2 separate regions of the Canis lupus genome follow, and region 2 is linked to region 1. A link is a contact called in public Hi-C data. All regions are on one chromosome and are shown on one strand. Each heading gives the region's core, a stretch centred on a gene start, on an enhancer-like site or on the middle of the called end of the contact. The rest is flanking DNA. Distances are from core to core; before and after follow the strand shown. Region 1 holds the start of ZEB2 (zinc finger E-box-binding homeobox 2). Region 2 has its middle 1.2 Mb from the start of ZEB2.

Region 1 (5,311 bases), core at 709-3,208:
CCGGGGACCCGCGGACCGGGCGGCGGAGCGCGGCGGAGGGCGGCGGGGACCCCGCGGGCGAGCCTCTCCCGGGCGCTCCCGCCGGCGCCCCATCCCCCCCCCCCCCGGGCGCCCCGGGTCCCCGCTCCGCGCGCTCCGGCTCCGGCTCCGGCTCCCGCTCCCGCTCCCGCTCCGGCCCCGGGAGAGGCTCGCCCGCGGGGTCCCCGCCGCCCGCCCGCCGCCGCCCGCCCGCCGCCGCCGCCTCGCCGGCCCTTCCCGGCCCCCCCTCCCCGCGGCCCGCGCCGCCGAGCAGCCCGGAAAAGTTTGGTCCGGGCCGCTTCTTACCGTTCTTCCTCCTGGGATTGGCTTGTTTGCGCCTCTTGCACCGGGGGCCATCCGCCATGATCGGCTGCTTCATTGATAAGCGCGGATCAGATGGCAGCTCGCATGGACTCGGCGCCCTGCTCCGGCAGCACGCAGGCTCGATCTAGCAAACCAAACAGCGACAGTGTGGGCATCGCCGCGCCGCCGCCGCCGCCGCCGCCGCCGCCGCCCGGGGACAGGCCGGCCCGGCCAGCGCCCCCCCCGGCCCCGGCACCCGGCACCCGGCACCCGGCACCCGGCGCCCGGCGCCCGGCACCCACCCCTGCGCCAAAGCGAAACTTCGGCGGCCCCCTCCCCGCCCCCCGCCCCCCCCCACCCCCACCCCCCACCCCCACCCCCACCCCACCCCGCCCCCCGCGGGCCCCGAGGCGCTTTGTGTGCGTTCCTGGGCGCCGCGCTGCGCCCGCGAGGGGGGCCCCGGAGCCCCGGACCCGGACCCGGCCCCGGACCCGCCGCCGCGCCCCCCGGGGCCCCGCCGCGCCACCGACCGACCCCGGCCCGGCCCGGCCCGGCCCGGCCCCCGCCCCCGCCCCGCGCACCCCCCCCCGCCCCGCGCACCCCCCCCGCCCCCCCGCCCCGCGACCCGGGGCGACGCCGGCCTGCCTCGCGCTCGCGTCCCCATCCCGCGCGCCCCCCCACCCCCACACACAACCCCGTCCCCCCCGGAGGAGACACACAAACAAACAAACAACAGCCCCCGGATGAAGCACACTCGGGCAAATTGATAACAGTAATTATGGGGAGCCCGCTCGCCCCGCGCCCCCTCCCTCCCTCCCTGCGCTCCCCTCCGCTCCCCTCCGCTCCCCTCCCCTCCCCGGGAGTCCATCGAGGCTGTCTCCATCCCCCCCACACCCCACACACACACCCACCGCCACCCCGGTCCCCCGCCCCCAAATTAAGATTTCCCATTTCACGCCGAAATAAGAAGTATAATTATAAGCCTCTTTGGACACCAGCGCTTCCCACCTCCCCCCTACACACACACACACACACACACACACACACACACACACCCCTACACACCTCCCCCCCCACCGCCACTTTGACAATATTTACTTAAGTATTTTCCCCCACCTCATTCACACACATGCTCCCCTACACTGCTTCCCTTAAATACTTCCAGTAGAATTTCTCTTTCTTTTTTTTTTCTTTCCTTTTCTTTTCTTTCTTTCTTTCTTTCTTTTTTTTTTTTCTTCTATCCCCTCAAGAAAGGAAAGAGAAAGTCCAACCGCTACGGCAATACTTTGAAGCTCTACTTAAATGATCGTATCCTTTCTGGCTTCGAAACTTTTGTACCTAAAAATCGAGAGAGGCGCTGCATTTTTTTTTTTTTTTTTTCCCCTTCAGCTGAAACTGTCAAAACTTGGAGAAGGGGAACCTCGGAGGCAGGCAGCAGAGGTGGAGAATCCCGAAACTCGGTGGAGGTTGGGAAGATGCTGTGCCTCGAGGATTAGTTTAAACAGGGGCTATAAAAGATGTAACAGATGCAAACTGTAACACAAGGGCCATTAACCCTTCCTCTGCCGGGCACACTCAGTCCCCACGCCCCGCACCTATTGTCTCCTGTGCTCAAAGCTTTGCAGAAAACCTGGAAAGTGAGTATCAGTTTCCACACATTTGCTGAGAGGAGTGTGGTGGTGGTTAGTGGGGGGGGGGGGGGCGGCGAGGCAGAGAGAAGGGGAAGTGGATGGTTTAGAAAGCACCTTGAATTTAACCTAGGCATAGAGGGTGACTTTTAAGTCTGACACATTTTGTCATTTCCTGGCTCTCCTATTGATTTGAAATTGTTGGGAAAAATCCTGAAATCAGGAAACGGTCACACAAGTGTCTGGGATGAAACAGCTGGCCTGTCTGTATTCATGCTGAGACTTACACACGATTGCATATAAATACATGTTTAATAAAGTAAGCTGCTAGTTTTATGAGCCTGTGTGTGTGTGTGTGTGTGTGTGTGTGTGTGTGTGTGAGAGAGAGAGAGAGAGAGAGAGAGAGAGGGAGAGAGACAGGGCATTTGTGCTGTAAACTTTATCTTCTGCCTGTTATTTCTAACTCTGGAGTTAGTAATCTTGCCTTCATCATTACAGGGGGAGCATGGAAAATATATAAGTAGGTGGGAGATAAACACATTCACGTTAGCCGGGCTCATCACTGTTCCTGGGAACTCCTGCTATCTCTCTCTCGACTTTTCGGTGCCAAAGTAGGGAATGGGATATGTGTGTGCATGTGTCTCCTGCTCGATCCACGTCTCTATTACTTTGCCATTTAAAACACAATTCCAAAAGTTACCCTTAATTTACAACTCTGATATCCTGACAGCAGCTTTCTTCCCAGCTGTAGTGACCCCCCACCCCCCACCCCACATACACACTTTGGTAAACGACTCAAGTTCCATGAGGACTTTCACTTCTTTATTTATCATCACAGAAATGAGGTGTTACTTCACATACATACACACACAAAGAATAAAATAAAGAAATGAAACTCGCTAAGCAGACAAAAACAGGCAACTTTCTGCTTAGAAAACAGCCTTCTCCGGTGGGAGAGGATGCAGTGCCATATCTAAGAGAAAGACATGCCCCTGAATTTGGTGGGTTTGTATCGATCAAGTTTTGTCATTACTAACAGGTTATCTGCCAAGTTTTAATTGCTGAATACAATGTACTGGAGCTAGATGCAAAAAAAAAAAAAAAAAAAAAAAGAAAAAAAAACCCACAAAAAAAAACAAAACAGGGTTAGATTCTCTCCCCCTGGAGGAGTTTTCCTTCCACCATGTAGTTCTCAATAAAACTTTTCCTCGGCTGGGTAGCAAAAGGCACCTTTGGTTACCTGAATGGACAGGTACAGGGCAAATTATTTGGAGGAGGAAAAGGGAGAGGAAAGCAGGGAGAGGGAGCGGGAGTGCCAGAGAAATCCACGAAGTCACTCTTGGGAAAAGCTTGCCATAAAGGAGCTAAACCCACCTGAAATTCCTGCCCACGGACACTCCTTCTCACTCCAGACTCCCATCCCCACTTAAAAGGAGGAAAAAAAAAATCATAAAAGGAGGGTGGGGGGGGGATGACCGTACCAAAAAGGAATAAAAAAGAGAGAAAGGGGGGAGAGAGAGAGAAAGAGAGAGAGAGAGAAGAAAAAAAAAAAAAAAACCTACCTGCGAAGTCTTGTTTGTAGTTTTGGCCAGAAATGGTGAGAAGAAAAAGCATGAAGAAGCCGCGAAGTGTGGGGGAGAAAAAGGTGGAAGCGAAGAAACAGCTCCCGGAGCAAACTGTACAAAACCTCGCCAAGAGTGTCGGGAGGCAGGACCGTTATTCCTGCGGAGCAGGTTAGAACTGATCTCTTTCGGCCACTCCAGGAAACACAAACCTGGGGACGGACTGACGTGTTACGCCTCTTCTAATGACATTTTTTTCTTTTTCTTTTCTGTAGGAGAGAGAGGAGAGACCCTGAAACACGCGCCACCTATCTTTGTGGGGAGGGATAATTGAAGCGCCCTGAGCGTGAGCATCATGTGAAAACGTGATCGCCAAGTTTCTCTCTGGGAAAGGATCTGGGATAGATTATACCTTGAAGTCTCCGCAAACGCTTTAGTGGAAGAAATGAAATTCCACCTCCCTCCCTTCCTCTCTCCCTCCCTCTCGCCTCCCTCCCTCCCTCCCTCCCTCCCTCTCTCTCTTCTCCACGCCCCCCCCCCCCCCCCCCGTCAAGCCTTTGGCATCATTATCCTCATCACTAAATCCTACAGAGTACAGGGCGGAAAGCGGTGCACACCATTCACAGAACTGGAGAACTCTAAGGGGCGAAAGTTAAAGGGAGAGATCCCGGGTCCTCGATCCAGATCGCCTCTTGCTACACAGATATTTCTAATGACCAGATTGGAGATGCACATTAAGTTGTGTGGATTTCTCAGCACGTCTTCTGGAACTAAATTCTTTGCCCTTTTTTTTTTTCTTCTTCTTCTTCTCCCTTTTTTTTTTTTTTCTTTTTAGATGGCAGAGCCAGAAAAAAAAAAAAAAAACACTGCATGTGAACTGCATCTTAGGGTGTGCGTATGATGAATTTCTGGATTGGATCCCAATACCCAAAAGTAGTTTGACATTTTTTTTTAAAGGGTCTCTAAGTAAATTAACATAGAGCGCTGGGTTGACTGATCTCTCTGAATCTCTCTACATCTCGTGGAGACCTCACTGCAAAGTGAGGGAGCGTGTGTAGGAGGAAAAGGAGAAAGGCCATAGAGGAACTTAGCAGGGAAGGAAGAGCACGATATTAAACGGCATGGGGTCTAAGTTTTGGAGTATATATTTTTTTGATATTGCAATTAAAGTAAAATTAAAAAGAAAAGACTCCACCTTTGCTCTGAAGGGATTGGTTATGTAAATATGGAAGGGATTTCCTGGAGAATACAGCTTTCTACTGTATGGTTAATTAAATAATCACTCAAAAGCTTCCAACGTGACGCTTCTGTCGTAATCCAATCAGGTTACATAGGTCCTAAACAAGAAAGATATTTTCCACATCTGGAAGTCAGCAATTTAGCAAGTACTGCACATTATTAACCAATTCAGAGCCCACTTCCCAGGGGAATTTTTTTTGAAGTTTAAGTGTTCTTAACCAATGCTCTGCTGTTTTGTTAATCAAAAAGCTGGTTTACACTGCACGTAATTGGAACTAATATAGAAGTAAATAAAGACAGCCAAATTTGAGGATGCTGAGCACAGGCATTTATCGGAAAAGGAAGAAATCTCTTAGCCTCCAATGGTTCAGGCTCAATTTCTTAAAGGACTGTGAGACTTTTTTTTTTTTTTTTTTTTTTTTAAGAGTGAAAGTGCCTGAGAACCTCAGAACACAAATAAACTTCCAGCCCCACAGCCTTTGGATTTCTTGTAAAGGTAAAGGTGGAGGTGTCAATAGGACTACACAACCTCACGCCAGTTTTTTCTGCTTTCAATATTGT
Region 2 (4,882 bases), core at 742-3,241, 1.2 Mb after region 1:
CTGTTTCACAAGTAGGAAAATCCCCGCATCTCTTCCCCTTTACATCGAGCTCTCATTTGGGTGTCCATAGTTTGCATTCTTAAATGCCACCTGTTGAAAATAAAAGTCTCATGACTTTTGCAAATTTTGGTTCACCCTGGTTTAGTCTTACACAGCAGTCTCGTTTCATGGGTGCTTAGCAATTACTTTTATTACTTGCTCCACCCAGCAGCCCTGCGGCGTCGGGAACTGCATCTTCTTCCTCTGTCTTGATCTGTCCCTCTCATCCTTTTTCTTTCTCTTGCTCTCTGGTTTTAACCCACGGAACCACGCAGGCACCCATCCGTTACCACGTGGATGAATTCAGTGAGCCTCTATATGTGCCCCACAGTGTTCCACTCGGAATAACAAGGATTTGAAAAGACCAATTCTCTGGGCCGATGGGAGCAGCTAAGGCACAGAGCAAGCAACCTCTTGCCCCAACGAGAGAGATTTATTGTTTGAGCATCGAAAGTCAGGATGCGCACAGTCCTAGCTGGGGGGCTGTGAGCAGCAACTAGTTTCTCTGCCAGCCTCAGTTCCCTCTTGGTTGAAATGAGGCACGTGGATGAGTTCCACGGGGTTTCCCATGCAGGTGGTTGCATACTTATGGTTTCTAGAGGCCCACGGGAGGTGAGTGAGGGGTTTGTTTGGGGACTCGACTGGCCAGTCCTCAGACACCCTGTGCGTCTTGTAGATCACAGGCCCTCTGACAGCAGAGAGTGGGGGGCGTGGGGAGGAGAAGGACAGGTCTGGATGCTTCCCCGAAACCTGCTTTGCGTACCTAAGACACATAGTGTACTGGAAAGTTAACTTGGTCAAAAAAAAAATTTAGGTTCTTGAAGACTGATTTTTTTTTTCCCCTGTTATTGCTGAAGATCTGCTTTCTGCGGTCATTTGGTAAATAAATAGCTTTTCAAAGGGAAACAAACAGCAGCTTTTTTGTTGCTCTGCTGCAGAAATCTCCGTGTTCGATTTCAGCCCCATCCCTAAGACCAAAGGCTTAGTGCTTCGAAGGGTGCTGGGGCCCCCAGAATTCTGGAAAGGGGCAGGGCAGGATGTCCTTGGCTGTGGCTCCCTGAGTCACAGGAGGCAGATGCCTCTGCAGGAGTTCGGTGGTTGTGATTTCAGTCAAGTTCCCGTGGCTCCCCGCCACTTCTGCAAACCCCAGGGAAGAAGCAGCCACGGGGCCTGTGTGACTTAGGAGGCAATGCGTGCAGATCATGTGCCCAGGGTGGCATTCGCCGTGAACTCAGGAGCTCCCCGGGGTCGCTGGAACCATCTACGGGGCACAGCAGGCCCTAAGAGCCGGCACAGAGGCCCCCAAACCCACACACCCCCTGTCCCAGCCCAGGTCTCAGCAGAACGTGCTTGGATTTCACTAGGATCTTCCTCCTGTGAGCACCCCTGGCCCCCCCCGGACGGGGGGCACCTCTGCATCTTTGGAGACGCAGGCCTTCCAGGGAGCCCGCTCCCTTCCCCATCCCCAGCGCTGGGACGGGACCCTGTTCCAGTTCCAAAGGGTTAATCCCAGAGTGAATTCTTCGCATGTGTAATTTAATACTTCATAACTGCTGAAAATTGGAGTCCACATAATTTATTTTCTTTGGTCGGGCACATTTGCCTCATGCTTGGCCGGGGCTGACTTCAGAGAGACACACCTAAAGCTCTCAAGTGTCCCGAGTGGCCCATGTCAGTTGTGCAGAAGGATTGTGGTCCTTGGCCAGAGCCCAAGGATTAGGTGTTCCTGAGAAGGTTTTTTTGGCTCTACAAAGCCCTGGGATGTCATGGGAATAGGCCGCACTCCTTTCTCCCCCTTGAAGGCCACATATCAACCGGGTATCTGACCCCTCGGAGACAGGCTTTCCACAAAGGTATACATTAAAATAAATAGAACATGCGACCAGAAAGAGCCGAAGGAGAGGGGAGGAATTGCTAAGTGGAGACAGGAAACAATTGCTTCATTGTGGAGGCCGAGCTCCTCGAACTGCAGAGTGCAGCTCCACCTACAGGCCTGTGCGCAGCTCGCTGCGGCCTGGGCTGCACCCAGCTCCCCCAAATCCTACTGTTCACCGAAAACTAATTGTCCCCCTCTGATGAGAGGCCTTGGAGAGCGCCGCAGAGGTAGCAAGCAAGAGGGGAAAAGCCGTTCAAGGGGGCTTTCATCTGGCTCCTCTCTCTTCCTCGGGCAGTAAATATTCTTCTCATCCTTGCAATACTCATTTCATCGCTTTCTTTCCTTTTCAACAACTTCCTCTCATTTGGCTTCCTCTCATTATTCCTCGGGTGGGGGGGGGGGGCTGTGGATTTCCCCCATTCAGACCAAACAGAAGGCCGTGTTTGTTTGAACACCATTCTTGTACTTCCTGGCAAAGCTTTTCACTTTAAAGAAGGCTCAGGTTTTGAGGTTGAAAGTTGCTGAGCAACTTCAGAGTGATAATTAAAGCCAACTCTGTATGTGCACATTCCCCTCTTTGTGTCCCCTCCTCTGTTTCAAAACCTCTGCCTGCCAAGGCGGTGGCCGCCGTCGGATGCTATTTCCACAGGAGACCTGGGTTTCAGGACAAGATCCAGGCCATAGGGGAGACTTGATGGCTCGGGGAATTAGTAATGGGATTTGGAGCCCTTCATTTCTAGGTCACTGGTTTGAACAGAGCCCAGGTCGGTAATGACTGTAAGCTGCCCCCCAGCCAACCCCCCCCCACGCCTGCCCGGCCCGCGCTGGTCTAGATTGCCTGCCGCCCCGGCCCCGAGTGCCTGTGGCACGTCTGTGCTAATGGCATTCGTTGACAACTCGGCTGTTAGACGTTAGGCCTAGATGTGAGCAGAAACAGGGTCCACACTAGGGCTGGGCCGCCCCTTCAGGGGACGGTACAGAGGGGGTGGGTGGGGGGACAGTTAGCTGTCTGGCTTTCTGTGGTTCTGGGACCTGGCTCCTCTCTCCCTGCGCACCCCAGTCTCCTAGGCCTTGCACTCTCATCCACTCAAAGGTCAAGTCCACAGAGAGGGGCTAACAGGCCACTGAGGCCCAAGTAGTTAAATACTCCAAATGTGTGTGTTCTTTAAAAAGAGCTGACCAGGGAGTTGCTTTTTTTTTTTTTTTTTTTTTTTTTGCTTTTTTCTTTCCTTCTTTCTTCAATTTCTAGTGCCACAGAATCACGGCCCTTTTATAAGAACGCTCGCAGGATCCCAAATCTGTGCTTACTGAAGTCTAGGGAAAAGGGGAGTATTTGCTGGGCTTATATTAGTAGAGGGTGTGAAAAAGTAATTACGGCCTTATTTCTTTTCTGTTTTATAAGAGGAGAAGGGCTTGCTGCAAGAGAATCGAGAGAGGAGTGGAGATTAGAAGTCCAGGGACGGGGGAGGCCGGTTGGCGGTCAGGGCCCGTCGGGCACGGCCCCTCTCCACGTTGGGGGGGATTTGCGGGTGCAGCCCCCGCGGTGGGAGAGAGGGCAGGAGGTGGCCTGCCTGAGGGCCGGGGCTGCGGTGCAGAGAACTGCCTCCCCCAGCCTGTGTCCACCCCGGGCCTCGACCCAGGCCCGGATGCAGCGCACTCGGACGCCCTCTCCATCTGTCCCAGGCCCCGGCTTCCCTGCCCTAGGGTCAAGCGAGGCCCAGCCCCAGGAACGAGTCCCATATTTCTGACCGATGCAAACATTCCCATTGCATCACCATCCATTTCTATAAGGTTTCTCATTAGGTTTCCTTTCCAGACAGGCAGGTTTTAATCGCGACGATTTTTACCAATAAACCCATTACAGGTGCTTACCACGTTGCAAAGACACCGGATGAGAGGTTCTAACCCAAAGAGTTCTGAAAACACAGGATGCTGTTCCCATTCCTTTCTGATTTACTACTTCCCTCTCTGCTTTTATTCCTCCCGGACAGCAATTGGGTTTTGTTTGCTTGCTTTTCATTTTTATGTGTTTGTTTTTCATTTCGCTTCCAAGACTCAATGCCTGCTTTTACTCTTTCATTTTTGTTTTCCTTAGGAAACATGGTCTTTTTTTACATTTTTGCTGGGAAGACGGAAGAGCCCTGTGGCCCATGTAAGGACTTTATTTTAGTTATGTATTCTTCTAACCATGATCCTTCAGGCCACCGAGCTCCACTCCTGCTTTGGGGGCAGCCGGGCAGTATCAGTGATTTCCCAAAGGGTCCCCATCCTTGGCATGGTCCCTACCCCTCACATCACCTGCAGGACGTGACCCCGTAGTTTTTTGTGTGCTGCGCATTTTTCTGCCTTTCCTTTGAGGAATCCCAGTAGTAACTGATTCTGCTACTCCGAGAATCACAGCACCCTGGAGTTGGATGGAAACCATAAAGGTCAGCCTCTTCACCAATTTCTCTCAAGATGGAGGTGTGAGTTCTGCTTGAACAGCCCTTGACCTAGATCGCCTCCTCTTCCAGGCAGCCTCTTCCTTATTTATTGAACATCACACTCGAGTCAGGAAAACAGGGTTTCATCAGTGAACAAAATTGCCTTGATAGAGTTTGGAATCAAGTGAGGAGTGAATGAAGACGCAGCCCCAAAGTATGGCACTCATAGGCCCTTGAAAAGCAAATCCAGGGAGAGGCTGCCTCTGAACTTCCCTCTCTGCTAAAGACAACTCCTCCCAAGGAATTCAGTTGTCCTAAGTACCCCCCCCCCCCCATGAGTTTCCACCACCGGGGAAGACTGGCATTGTCACAGGAGAGGAGACTAGACGTCCACACCACCCTCTGATGGGCTTCCTTACAAACTATCATATCTTTCATCTGTTCCTCTCGGGTCCATTCATTTTTCCTAAAAATCATTTGTTTCATCTAAGAGTCCTATATCTCCCCTTCCTTTTCCCTGTTAAATTGGAATTTAAGCCTGAGT

The links. A called contact is a pair of places that touch in the nucleus more often than the background predicts.
Region 2: a Hi-C map of skin fibroblasts shows a contact between it and region 1, with 2.9 times the contacts expected there. The contact joins the enhancer-like site here to the promoter of ZEB2 in region 1. A contact is called at or near these places in 2 of 9 Hi-C or Micro-C datasets (amygdala and skin fibroblasts).

Annotation. Positions count from the first base shown.
Region 1 is chr19:48,198,444-48,203,754 of UU_Cfam_GSD_1.0, forward strand. ZEB2 (zinc finger E-box-binding homeobox 2) reads right to left here and starts at 1,959. Exons shown (of 10, transcript XM_038565130.1): 1 at 1,438-1,959; 2 at 325-466. The coding sequence starts at 1,452. It overlaps LOC119864491 (a long non-coding RNA gene), which reads left to right and starts at 998. Exons shown (of 4, transcript XR_005374283.1): 1 at 998-1,093; 2 at 1,711-1,958; 3 at 3,532-3,682; 4 at 3,787-4,011.
Region 2 is chr19:49,377,995-49,382,876 of UU_Cfam_GSD_1.0, forward strand. No RefSeq gene overlaps it. Among named protein-coding and RNA genes, the nearest start is that of ZEB2, 1.2 Mb to the left of the region's middle. Within about 2 kb of position 1,992, at least 6 of the 20 cell types and tissues checked have an H3K27ac peak or open chromatin away from gene starts, as enhancers often do.